Linked DNA regions of Mus musculus: all the other regions are linked to region 2. The links are chromatin contacts, called in public Micro-C and promoter capture Hi-C maps. All regions are on one chromosome and are shown on one strand. Each heading gives the region's core, a stretch centred on a gene start, on an enhancer-like site or on the middle of the called end of the contact. The rest is flanking DNA. Distances are from core to core; before and after follow the strand shown. Region 1 has its middle 34 kb from the start of Gm46154. Region 2 holds the start of C1ql2 (complement component 1, q subcomponent-like 2). Region 3 has its middle 33 kb from the start of Gm41939.

Region 1 (4,254 bases), core at 463-2,962, 130 kb after region 2:
GAAACACAAGAGAATTTGAGAAGACAAGTTGAGGAAAGGCGGGCTTGCAGAGCTGGGAGTCTCCTCATGACAGAGGCTATGAGGATGGCAAGGGTTACACTTCCTCTTCTCAGGGCAGTTGCTCCCTCTAGCAGCTGAGGCAAAGGCAGGGTGCTTCTACACTTCCTGTTCTCTGGGCACCACAACTCCATTTCCAGATGCAGTTGCCTCACAAAGACCCCTCCTTGCTCTCTTCCATCCTTCCTGGTCAGATTCCACAGGAGGTCCATCTAGGTCCATCCTCCATGCACAGCCCATGAGAGATGGGACGCTCTTGAATTTACAGATGTGAGGGTCTTAGCCAAGGTTTCTCCTCTCCTTGTCTACCTCTGGGATCATCTGGTATAGTCTTGTTTTTGAAACAAGCAAAGGCAGCCTTTGAAGTCATTCAAGCCCACAGTTCAGTCTTTTACAATTAGATGCATTATATACAAGAGTATGCAGAAACAGGCTGGGGCTGTAGTTCAGTCTGTAGAGTATAGAGTTCCTGCCCAGCATGCACAAAACCCTGAGCTCCATCCCCGGGACTACATAAACTGGTCATGATGGAGCATGCCTGGAATCTCAACACTTGTGATCAGAAATGCAAGTTTGTCGTTTGGGTTAGAGATCTTATCTCAGATAAACAAACAAACAAATTTTCTTATGTGTAAAGGTGTAACTTACCCATAAAGTTGTGACGTGTGCAAGAGGAAAGGACAATGGTGTCTCGCATCTGTTTCTCAAGGGGTCTTCAAGAGAGCCAGTTGGAGCCTTTGCTCTACTGCTTTGCTGAGAGCCCCTTTCTCCCTTTGATCTGGGCAGCCTGGCTGTCTCCTGTGTAGCTAGTTGGAATCCTTCCTGTTTGTCCACTCCTCCTGATCCATGATGCCCTGACTTCTCCACATTAACCGTAAGATTTGTTTTTAACTTAATGAAAGGACCTAGTTCAACTCTTTGTCATTAGTAGGAGGAAACTGTCTGGGAAGGGAAAGGGCAGCCCGGCTACCACCGGGAGCCAGTGTTTGAGCAGTTGGGATCTGAGTCCGGCCCTGACTGGCTGGAGTTGACCACGACAGATCTTTCAGGCTCTCATCAGTCACCTGGAGAAGTCATGTCTTCCTGCCCTAAGTTCTTATCTGAAACAAAGACATGAGAAGTGGGTGGGCCAAAGCGGGAGCTGAACTTGAAGTTCAGAATCAGCCTTGGTTTCAGACTGGCTTTAGCCAGATTAGCAGCTCACTGTGTGGTGGTGGACCAATAACCTCACCTTTCTGAGCTTCAGTTTTGTGCTCGGGACTGTAGAATCCCATAGGATGATTCTGAGGAATTCATGTGTGCACAGAAGCGCATTCATGGTGCTTAGTATCAGTAATGGGAGTTTCCCTTGCTGCCTTTTTTTTTTTTTTTTTTTTTTTTTTTTAAATGCCATCCGTCTCAGTAACTATGGACCCAGGAGGGAAAGGTTAAGGAGGGAGTTTGTGGAAAGCCCGGCTTGAATGCAGGTGCCCCGGCGTCTTTCTTCCTAGGTGGAAGATCTACAGCCCAGTAATGCCTCCAGAAGAGCCTTTGTGGGAACCTTGCCTGTCCTCTCCAGGTTGGATGCCTGAGGGTGAGCCACAGGGAGAGACCCAGGCCAGTGCCTGGAGGCCGAATGCGGCCTGCAGCGCCCCCTCGTGCTCGGAAAGTGAAGGCGACCTTTGCTCGCTCCTTGCAGCTGGGACTGCGGAAGCGAGGACTTCATCCAGGAAGAGAGCAGGCTCCGGGTGATGTTTCAGGAAGCCATAGCCTGTAACTACACTCCCCAGGACATTTCACGGTTAACAGTCAGAGATCGGTAAATTCTCACTCTACATGAGAACACACACACACACACACACACACACACACACACACACTCACACACACACACACACACACACACACACACACACACACACACGCTGGAGAGTAGGCACAGGTAAACTCATCTGGAGATGCAAATGTGATATAGCCAGGTAGGGAAGCCACTGAAGAGATGAAAGCAAATAGAAATAAGATTGTGGTTAAATTCAATGAGGAGCCCTTGGGATAGACACTGTACTGATGTATCAGGGCTCAGGATCTGAAGTTTGATGGAGCAGTGAACGGCCTGGCTAGGTACCCGAGAGGCAGCGAGAACAGGTAGGACATGAAGATGCAGCCAGGATACACGTCAACGTGGCAACCATGTGAGCTCACACCCTGCCTCTTCCACTCCCTAGCTGATGGGCTTGATATGACTCCTGATCTGTACAATGACACACCTCCACATCTTCCTTACAGGTTACTCTGTACACTGAAGGGGACAGCATAAGTCGGACTACTGACATTTCCAATCAAGTCAGCAGAGAATGTGCCCTCTCATCAACACCCGTCCCTCCCCAGTCAGCGGGGCTGCTGCCTTGTCTCTTGCCCTTTGAGAGCGCACACCACAATCAGAGAACTCTCTGCTCCCTCCCAGCCCCAGATCTCCCAGAAACTGCATCTTTATTCATGTTTTTGCCCTTGTTCTCACCAATTGCCAAGAACCCTTTGCCTTTTAGTTCTTTCTCATAAGGACTCTACTTCTAAGAACTGGTGTCCTTTTTCCTTAATAATTGATCCCCTCTTACTCATCGACACACAAGCAAACCTACTGTATCTTGCTATAAAATGCCAAGCCCTCCCCACACCCCACCTACAGTTCCTCTCTGCTCCTCATCCAAGGGCTTTCAAGACCTTGTCCTGAGCTCTTCCATCCTCCGAGGGGCCTCTCAGAAGCCACACACAGCAGACCCAGAGAAACCAGGACTGAAATCGGTGCTTAGGAGGGGCAGGACTCTGGCCTCTTTGAGGGTCCATACTATATTGTTAAGAGTTTTCTTGAACTAACTATTTTTCTACATATAAATACATATCTTTCTATTTATAGACATATATATTCTGCTCATAAACATCAGAGCAGCCAACTACAAAACCATTAAAAAAATAGTTTAAAATGGAAAAGGACTCGATTTGGTGGTGACATCTTTAATCCCAGCACTAGAAAGGCAGAGACAGGTAGGTCTCTGTGAGTTTAAAGCTAGACTGGTCTACATAGCAAGTTCCAGGCTAGCTAGGGCTTCGTACTTCATCTAAAACAACAACAAACTCCAAACATTAAACACCCACCGATAGAGAAAAGCAATCATAGTCCTAATACTAAAGACCCATATATGTGTATATGTGTGAGTGTGTGTGTACACATGTGCATATGTGTGCAGATGTGTGCCTGCATGGGTGTGTTATAAGCACATGCATACATGTGTGTGCAGGGTCACTTTCCTGTGCTGATATGTGCTATATGTGAGGTCTGAGGTTGATATGAGAATGCTGTTCCTCAGTCAGTCTCCATCTTATTTGTTTTGAGACAGGGTCTGTCAGTGACCCAGAACCTCCTTGTCCCCTCTAAGCTGCTGGCTGCTAGACTGATGACCATGGAACCTTAGAGATCTCCTGACTCAGTCTCTCCCCAACCCCAGCTCCAGGGTGCAGGTTCACACTGCCGTACTTTTCTTTTTGACATCTATCTCCTCCTATACATGGAGATATTGGAAATAATTCATTCACACACATGCACATACTCATGTGTATACACACATAACACACATGTGTGGGTATACACACCCATAGACACACACATACCTGTGTATACACACAAAGAGACACATATTCTCATGCATACACAGAGGCACAGAGTACATGGGTACATGCTCACATATAGACACACGCACAAAGGGATGGGTAGATACATATGCACATGCACACATATAAACACAAACACACAAAGGGATGAACAGGTGCATGTGTGCATGCACACTCGTAAACACAAACACACAAAGGGGTGGACAGATGCATGTGTACAGACACACATATGGACACAAACACACACACATACACACACAAAGGGGTGGAAAGATGCATGTGCACAGACACACATATAGACACACACACACACAAAGGGATGAACAGGTGCATGTGTGCATGCACACACACAAACACACACACACACAAAGGGGTGGACAGATGCATGTGCACAGACACATATAGACACACACACACACACACACAGACAAAGGGGTGGACAGATGTATGTGCACAGGCACACATATAGACACACACACACACAAAGGGGTGGACAGATGCATCTGCTGGGCACTAAGTGTGCATCTGCTGGGCACTAAGTGTGCATCTGCT
Region 2 (4,095 bases), core at 833-3,332:
ATGCACTCATTTATTCTCCCAGGAGCGCTGAGACAGGTTCTTGTCCGAGGTGCGCAACACTCTGCTCAAGGTCACATGGGTTGTAGTACTGGAACCCAACACTGGGCCTCCTACAATTACACATTCTAGGGTTGCTCTGGGCAGACTGGGGAGATCTGAAAACTCAGAAAGCCAGGGTAGACCCTGGACAAGCTCCTCGTACCATCAAAGCCTGTGTTTTCCCATCTATATTAGAGGAGAAAAGGCATGAATGCACAGGACTGTATCTGCAAAGGAAGGGAAGAGAACTCACAAAGCAACCACACAGCCGTTCTTAGCAGGAATATTGTGGAGACCTGTGCTGTGGTGGGACCAGCAAGTGGCCAGCGGTGGGAGCAGAAGCAACCACAGTGAAAAGTGAGACTCCACTGAGCATGGCATCTGATAAACAACCACTCTCTTTAGAGCACAAGCCCCGCCCCGGAAGGTGGCCCAGAAACCAGAGGTGTGGGGTCACTCACTTGTGTAGGTGATAGACAGCACCAGGACATCCAGCCTACCCAGACCAGGGGCTCTTCCCCTCTGAGGTAGGTGCCTTCCCAGCTCCCCGGGGGAGCAGGGGCCCAGTGTGTGTGGCTCTGTTTCCTCTTTAGTAGCAGTAGAAGGACATAGATGATTCTCCTTTAATTGTGCCCCAGCTGGAGGAGGGGTGCAAATGCATTTGGATGCAGGGAGAGGGAGCTGGGGTGTTCCTGGAGAGGAACTCACTCACCAGCCTGGAGCAGGGCTCCCTGTGCCTTCAGTGTGAATGGTGAAGGTAAGGGAGGAGAATTTACTAAAACACGTTGTTTTAAAATGCTATAATGACATCTAATATTTTGTATGATGTTTACGAAAGAAACTAAATTTAAAGAAGAAAATAAGTAACAACAGGAAGGGGGAAGAGATTGAGACCCTGAGGAGGAGGAGGAGGAGGAGAAGGAATCTGCCTTTAAGAAATTAGAGTTGAGGCAGGGGAGAGAGGGCTTGAGTTAAGAGTACTGGCTGCTCTTCCTAGAGGACCTAGATGCAATTCTCAGCACCCACATAGCAGCTCACAAATGTCTGAAACTCCAATTCTTGGGAATCTGACACGATCACACATGCAGGCAAAATACCAATGTACATGAATTAAAAAAAAAAAAAACAACCTTTAAAAGAAACAAGGGTTCAGTACCACTACTGACATCTTGTTTCCCCAGAGGCCTTACTTTAATTATTTATTGTTTCCACTTAGTTGCTCAATTAATTAATTTAGAGGTTTTTTTCTTCCTTTCTTTTTCTTTTTTCTTTCTCTCTTTTTTTTCTTCTTAAGACAGGGTTTCTCTGTGTAGCTCAGGCTATCCTGGAACTCACTCTGTAGACCAGGCTGGCCTTGTACTCAAAGATCTGCCTGCCTCTGCCTCCCCAGTGCTGGGATTAAAGACATGCACCATCACTGCCCTGCTTTCCTCTTTTTATTTTGAAAATTGTTCATCAACAGTTACTAAACGTGTTCGAATTCCAAGAGCTGACTAGACATATAAGACCATTCAGCCTTCTGAATAAGATGTAGGTGTGCCCCTCCTCTTACTCCTCTATTTGGAAGTTGGTTACTTTCTGTATGTAGTATGCGAATCCCCCTCTGCCACCCCGCTTTCTGTTTTAAAACAGAAAAGGCTGCAACATACAGTGTGTGCTTCTGTTCTTGAACTGGAAGCTTAGGCTGTCCTGGACTTGGGTTGAGACCTGGGCTCATCCAGATAGGAAATGGATTTGGTGACCCCGCCAGGACTTCGCAGGCACCACATCGTGGTCGTGTGTGGGTGCTGTATGCACCCACTGATTGCGCGCGTGGGTTCCAGAGCTTGGTGGTCTGCGAGAGGAGAGTGGGCAAGAGTGGGTGTGTCTGTGGAGCCCCAGCTAGGGGCTGCTGCCCGCTGCTCCCACTTGTGGCTCCTGGGCGCCGCCAGCAGGCACATCTCCGGAGGACGCCGCGGGATGGGAGCTGATGACAGGAGAGCGCCGTCTCCCGAGTGATGGCAGCGCACGCTGCTGCCTCGCCGCCTCCGCCGCTCAGTCCTGATCTTACGTTAGGGTAGCTGGGTACCCCCTCCGCCCGGGAACCAGCTAGTAGAGGGAGAACAGAGCAGAGCGTGCGGCAGAGCCGATCCCGCGTCCCGCCGAACCCTGCCAAGCCCCGCCAATCCCAGCAGAGCAGGAACCAGCGCAGCTGAGCCAACACCGGACGCCGCACTGAGACCCAGCATTCCCCAGCCGCCACTACCCGGTCCCCGCCGGGGTGCCGGGCTCGTCCTGTGAGCCCCTCGTCATGCGTGTCGGGCTCTTCGACTCTCCAGATCAGTTCCAGAGCGGTGGCCTCAGGAGCCCAGGTCCGGATACCTCTCGTTGAAATAGTTGGGTGGCTAAGAGAGGGGTCTCCACGTCGGGGACGCGGAGGGGACCTGCGGAGTTGGCGTCCGAACGCATAGAGCGGGGCCACCCGGCGCCGCTCCACCATTACCTCCCCAGGCGGCAAGGAGGAGCTGGTGGCGGTCGCCTCCCGGCTGTGGCAGCGGCGGCGGCGCGCCTGCTTGGCGGCCGTCGGCGTGCTCTTGGCCATGGCACTGGGGCTGCTGATCGCGGTGCCTCTGCTGCTGCAGGCGGCGCCCCCCGGAGCGGCTCACTACGAGATGCTGGGCACCTGCCGCATGATCTGTGACCCATACAGCGTCGCTCCCGCAGGGGGACCCGCGGGCGCCAAGGCTCCACCGCCGGGACCCAGTACCGCTGCCCTGGAAGTTATGCAGGACCTCAGCGCCAACCCCCCGCCTCCGTTTATCCAGGGACCAAAGGGTGATCCGGGGCGACCAGGCAAGCCAGGGCCTCGGGGTCCTCCTGGAGAGCCAGGGCCTCCTGGGCCCAGGGGTCCCCCGGGAGAGAAAGGAGACTCGGGGAGGCCAGGGCTACCCGGACTGCAGTTGACAACCAGCGCGGCCGGTGGCGTTGGAGTGGTGAGTGGCGGAACCGGGGGCGGTGGCGACACGGAGGGAGAAGTGACCAGTGCGCTGAGCGCCGCCTTCAGCGGTCCCAAGATCGCCTTCTACGTGGGACTCAAGAGCCCCCACGAAGGCTACGAGGTGCTCAAGTTCGACGACGTGGTCACCAATCTTGGCAATCACTACGACCCCACTACAGGCAAGTTCAGCTGCCAGGTGCGGGGCATCTACTTCTTCACGTACCACATTCTCATGCGTGGCGGCGACGGAACCAGCATGTGGGCGGATCTCTGCAAGAACGGGCAGGTCAGTGACTTTCTCCCACACACCCCTCCCTACCTTTCCCGGCCCAACAGAGTCCGCAGACCGTTCATTACAGGCGCCCGGAACCCCAGGGAACTATATACTGTTTCCTGCCACTCTCCAGCGCCCCAGCAAACTCTGGGGTCGGGTGGGCGCTGGACCACATGCATCGCCCAGCTTCCCTGCGTACTATGCTGTCCTTTGCATAAATGTACTGGGCGTTTGAGACTGGACCCCGGGTGCACAGTGACCCTGGCACCTAAATAGGTCTCCAGTCCCCAATCGATTGAGTCATGGCCTGAAGTGGCTGGGCTCCTAGAAAAACCCAGTTGTCTTTATCACTGTGATTGCACGTGGGCCATCCCTTTCCCTCCAGTTTATTCATCTTGGCCTTGACCCCCTAGGACCTTTACATACTGGGCAAGTAAACCCCCTTTCCTTGACTCTGCTACCAAGAGAACTTGGAGCCGAGGAGGGAGTGTTTACACTGAAGTAGCAGGCAGGGAGCCTGCAAAGGGATGGGCGAGGGAGGCCAGGCTTGGACTCAGGAAGAGGTGCAGGGTCCCACCCGCTCGCTCTTCTGGTTCGCCCCGCAGGTGCGAGCCAGCGCCATAGCCCAGGACGCGGACCAGAATTACGACTACGCCAGCAACAGCGTGGTACTGCACCTGGATTCAGGCGATGAAGTCTACGTGAAGCTGGACGGCGGGAAGGCTCACGGCGGCAACAATAACAAGTACAGCACGTTCTCGGGCTTCCTCCTGTATCCGGATTAGGGGCCTAGAGGGCGCGCGCG
Region 3 (3,771 bases), core at 947-3,446, 200 kb after region 2:
GTTCCATTCTTCTAGCAGTGAGGAGATGCATTCTGATACCCAATGCTCCAGCACCCATCACCTTGGCAGGCCACCTCTGATACTCAAGAGAGCCTGCAGCAGGAAGCCAAACGCCAGAATTGCTTTCCCTTTGGATCTGAGAACCGAGTCCTTCCAGATGAATGTTAACTGGAGTGACCCACCTAGGTATTTGGAAGTTTATGTGAGTGTGCTCACCTATATACCTGCATCTGGAAGCCAGAGGTCAATGTCAGGGGTCTTCAACCACTCTCCAGCTTATGTATTGATTTAGAGACAAGGTCTCTTGCTGAAACAAACTCACAGAATCAGTTGACTGTCTCACCGCTGAGTCCCAGGATCACCTCTCTGCAGTACTGGGGTTACAAAGGCACAGAATTGTGTTTGCCTTTTTTAAACATCCATGTTTAAATTCGGGGGGAATCCGCCATGTTTGTGAGGTATCCCCCAACACTCATCCCTGTGTTTAAGACAGGGTCTAGGTATCCCAAGCTGGCCTTGAATTGGATATGAATATGACCAATCCTCCCTTCTTCCTCCACCCTGCAGTACTGAGTTACAAGCATGGGCAGCCCTGTCTGGTTTAATGAAACACTTGTTTGATCTCGGGGCCTTGAACATGCAAAATGAGCGCTCTACCAAATTAGGGACACCCCTAGTCTTTACCTAGGAATTTCTCTGGCATCCTTGGTTGATTCCTTTCCCCCCTACAAGTATGGAAAAGTCCTTGAAAATGTCAGGCAGGTTAGCTGCCCCCACCCCTGCTGGAATGCTCTGGGCAGAGCCTAAGGCTCCCCACTCCTCCAGGAACTTCACTGGGGCAGAGTCTGGGTTGCCTGTTCAGGGTTTATTCTTCATAGTCTCACCTGCTGTTTGTCATTCAGCTCGGGCCTGAGACGGGCTGAGTAGATTGGCACTAAAGCAGGCGATTTATATTCTGAGCAGAGTTTAAATGAACTGCGCAGAAGTCAAATCTCGAATTGTTCTTGTTTACCTTGAGCAGGGCTGAAGACTTAGGCTTGGGTCCATCCAAATTCCTAATGGACCAACTGCCCCAATTACAGATGATGCTGCAGGAGTCTGGATGCCTTGGGAGGGGCTCAGTGTCCTTCAGCTTGGGCAAGGGATGCTGCAGGGCACAGGGAAGGTGCATGGCACGGGGGAAGGGTGTTGGGCCAGAGAATGACTTTCACAGATTGTCCTTCCCTCTCCTGCAGCAAAAACTTCATAAGACAGCAGCATTCAAAGGGGACAAGACTTTACAGTGGGTGGCACTGGGAGGGGCCGCCCATGGTGCTGTGGGTGACACAGGATGGGCTAGTATTTGGAGGGGGGTTGGTTTTTTGAGACAGTCTCATACAATGGAGGCCAGCGTTGAACTCCTTATGTAGCTGAAGATGACCTTGACCCTCTAATCTCCATACCTCGTCCCCCACCCCAAGTGTGAGGTTTGAAGATGCATACCACCATGTTCATTTTAGAGATACTGGGGATCTAACCCAAGACCTCCCTCTTGCATGCTGGGCCACTCTCTATGGTATCTCATTCAATAACTGATGCATAAGCACGTTGGGTTAAAAATGTGGGAGGAAGAATTACATTTATGTTTACCTCCCTGCAAAGCCAGATGGCCAGTTCTGAAGCAGGACATTGACCTAAGACCCTTGTCATAGCCTGAGCAAAGCAGAAGTGTGATGGCTACCACAGGAGAGCAACACTTAACCTCCAAGGGGGACTGTGGGAAAGAGATCAGAATCAGTCATCTTTCTGGCTGTGAAAGCTTCCATCTCTAAACTCTGGTGCTGCTCTGGGCAGTCCTCAGGGTTCTGACTCCAGAGTCCCCCACCTAGACAGCAGCAGGAAAGAAGCTCTGGTCTCTGGACTCACTTAGCAGCCCAGCACCCATGGGATGTCGGTATCTTAGCCCAACTATTCCTATAGCCTGGGCCTTTCCAGTGCAGCTCTGGTTTGTGAGGACAGAGGTATATTCAAGCCAAGTGTGCTTTGGGAAGGTAATCAGTAGGGTCACCTGCCGGTTCCTCCTCGTCCTCTCTCCTCCAGGGAAGTGACACACAGACATGCATGCATATACACAATATGCACAAATGCATAGCTGTGCTACCTATCAACATCGGTATGCACATATACGGACATATAGCTCCTCCCATGAGAAGTTGTTCTTTCTGTGTCAAGAATATTTCCTGGGGCTATAGGTGGAGCTCAGCTCAACAGAGTTCTTGCCTGTCAGCATTCTGGGGGTCAGAAGTTCAAGGTCATGCTTGACTATATCCGCTGCCCAAGGGCAGTGGGGGATACGTGAAACTGTCACAAAAACAAAACCGAAGACTTTCAGGAAAAGTTATTTAGGTTCAGAAATCCCCTGGTCTAAACCCCTGTCATTCAAGAGGTCAGAATTGTCACACAGGGTCAGCTTCTTGGCTTATCAAGGCTGAAATTCTCTCTGGTGGAAGTCCAGAGAACTAATTAATGAGAGGGTGGGAGGTGTTTTCCCTGACTCTAGAGTCTGCGTGTTCCTGATGTGACTGGGTTGAGTTTCCCTTAATCAGTTCCAATCTGGGTCTGTCATCCTTGTCTTAAATGTAGTTATAATTTCAGCTGTCAGTTTATTTCCCAAAGTGAAAATAGCAAACAGGGCTTTTAATGAATCAATCACCCAGCACAATTGTGCAAACAGGAGGCTGAGAGGCGATGGTTAGTGTGCCGGGAATCTGAGTCTTGTTTCCTAAGCCCCTCTCACTGATGGCTGTTGTAGATGCTGGGGATCCAGGGCTGCAGCAGAATACATCAGGGTATTCATCCACACCTGTGGGAACAAATATACCTCTGAGGTGGCTGGGCAATGGCTCAGTCAGCAGGGTGCTGCTATGCAGGTGTGAGGACCTGAGTTTGGACCCCCAATATCTACATACATAATGAGCAAGTCAGCAGACCTGCATAATCTCAGTGCTAGGGAGGCAGAAACAGAGACAGATCCCATACGCTTGCTGTTCAGTCAGCCTAGCCAGATCGGTGAACTGCAGGTTAATGAGAGATACTGTCTGAGAGAGAGAGAGAGAGAGAGAGAGAGAGAGAGAGAGAGAGAGAAGGGAGGGAGAGAGAGATATTGAGGAGGATACCCCAGCATTGACCTCTGGCTTCATGTGTGTGTGTGTGTATACACACACACACACACACACACACACACATTCACACAATACTTCTGTGATAAAAGATCCCCACATTCTCTCTGCCTGGTACCTCACTTAGTAACCAGGAGTGTGCCCATGGCCTTGTGCCTTCCTAATGTGCTGAGGCTTTCTATGTCTGTCACCACATAGTGCACAGGGGAGGGGAGAAGACTGATGTGCAAGCCCCAGGCTCCCCAGTCACTGAACATGGCTAGGTGACTTTGTGGCTGTCCGTGTCTCCTTTCTGGGATACAGAATTAGGTGAGCATGTTCTTCAGGAAGGAAGAGACAGAGTAAAGGGTTCTCTCCATTCTATGAGTCAGTGCTGACTCACCTTAGCAGACACACGATGCCTTTTCATTCAAGGAAATCCACAGATGGAGGAGTCCTGGATATTTCATGCTAATGTCAAGAGGGCATATGAGAAGGGAGGCTTTCTTTCCCCAGCTCCTTAATAGAAGGAGGAAGGGAAGGCTCACAGGACCCTGAGTGTGGGTTCCATCTAGCCACAAGTGGCCTTGGTAGATGCTCAAGTATGTAGGAAATAGAAGTTGGCTGAGAGAGA

Evidence for each region. Promoter capture Hi-C pulls out the DNA fragments that hold promoters and counts their contacts. A called contact is a pair of places that touch in the nucleus more often than the background predicts.
Region 1: a contact with region 2 is called in a Micro-C map of trophoblast stem cells, with 2.4 times the contacts expected there. The contact joins the enhancer-like site here to the promoter of C1ql2 in region 2. A contact is called at or near these places in 1 of 39 promoter capture datasets (stem cell-derived epiblast-like cells), 2 of 15 datasets of contacts at CTCF or cohesin (embryonic stem cells and large pre-B cells), 24 of 484 Hi-C or Micro-C datasets (the AML12 cell line, the C10 cell line, the C2C12 cell line and 19 more) and 7 of 115 datasets of contacts at active chromatin or transcription factors (bone marrow-derived dendritic cells, embryonic stem cells and stem cell-derived neural progenitor cells).
Region 3: a contact with region 2 is called in a promoter capture Hi-C map of trophoblast stem cells, with 3 times the contacts expected there. The contact joins the enhancer-like site here to the promoter of C1ql2 in region 2. A contact is called at or near these places in 14 of 39 promoter capture datasets (the 3T3-L1 cell line, the HPC-7 cell line, cranial neural crest and 7 more), 1 of 15 datasets of contacts at CTCF or cohesin (the NIH/3T3 cell line), 66 of 484 Hi-C or Micro-C datasets (the 3T3-L1 cell line, 3T3-L1-derived adipocytes, the AML12 cell line and 41 more), 9 of 115 datasets of contacts at active chromatin or transcription factors (bone marrow-derived dendritic cells, embryonic stem cells, epiblast stem cells and 1 more) and 2 of 9 other capture datasets (embryonic stem cells and liver).

Annotation. Positions count from the first base shown.
Region 1 is chr1:120,467,404-120,471,657 of GRCm38.p6, forward strand. No RefSeq gene overlaps it. Among named protein-coding and RNA genes, the nearest start is that of Gm46154, 34 kb to the left of the region's middle. Within about 2 kb of position 1,713, at least 3 of the 459 cell types and tissues checked have an H3K27ac peak or open chromatin away from gene starts, as enhancers often do. A contact at or near this core is called in trophoblast stem cells, where this site is marked.
Region 2 is chr1:120,338,500-120,342,594 of GRCm38.p6, forward strand. It overlaps C1ql2 (complement component 1, q subcomponent-like 2), which reads left to right and starts at 2,083. Exons shown (of 2, transcript NM_207233.1): 1 at 2,083-3,302; 2 at 3,896-4,095. The coding sequence starts at 2,619. The coding sequence ends at 4,075.
Region 3 is chr1:120,537,450-120,541,220 of GRCm38.p6, forward strand. No RefSeq gene overlaps it. Among named protein-coding and RNA genes, the nearest start is that of Gm41939, 33 kb to the right of the region's middle. Within about 2 kb of position 2,197, at least 2 of the 459 cell types and tissues checked have an H3K27ac peak or open chromatin away from gene starts, as enhancers often do. A contact at or near this core is called in morula and trophoblast stem cells, where this site is marked.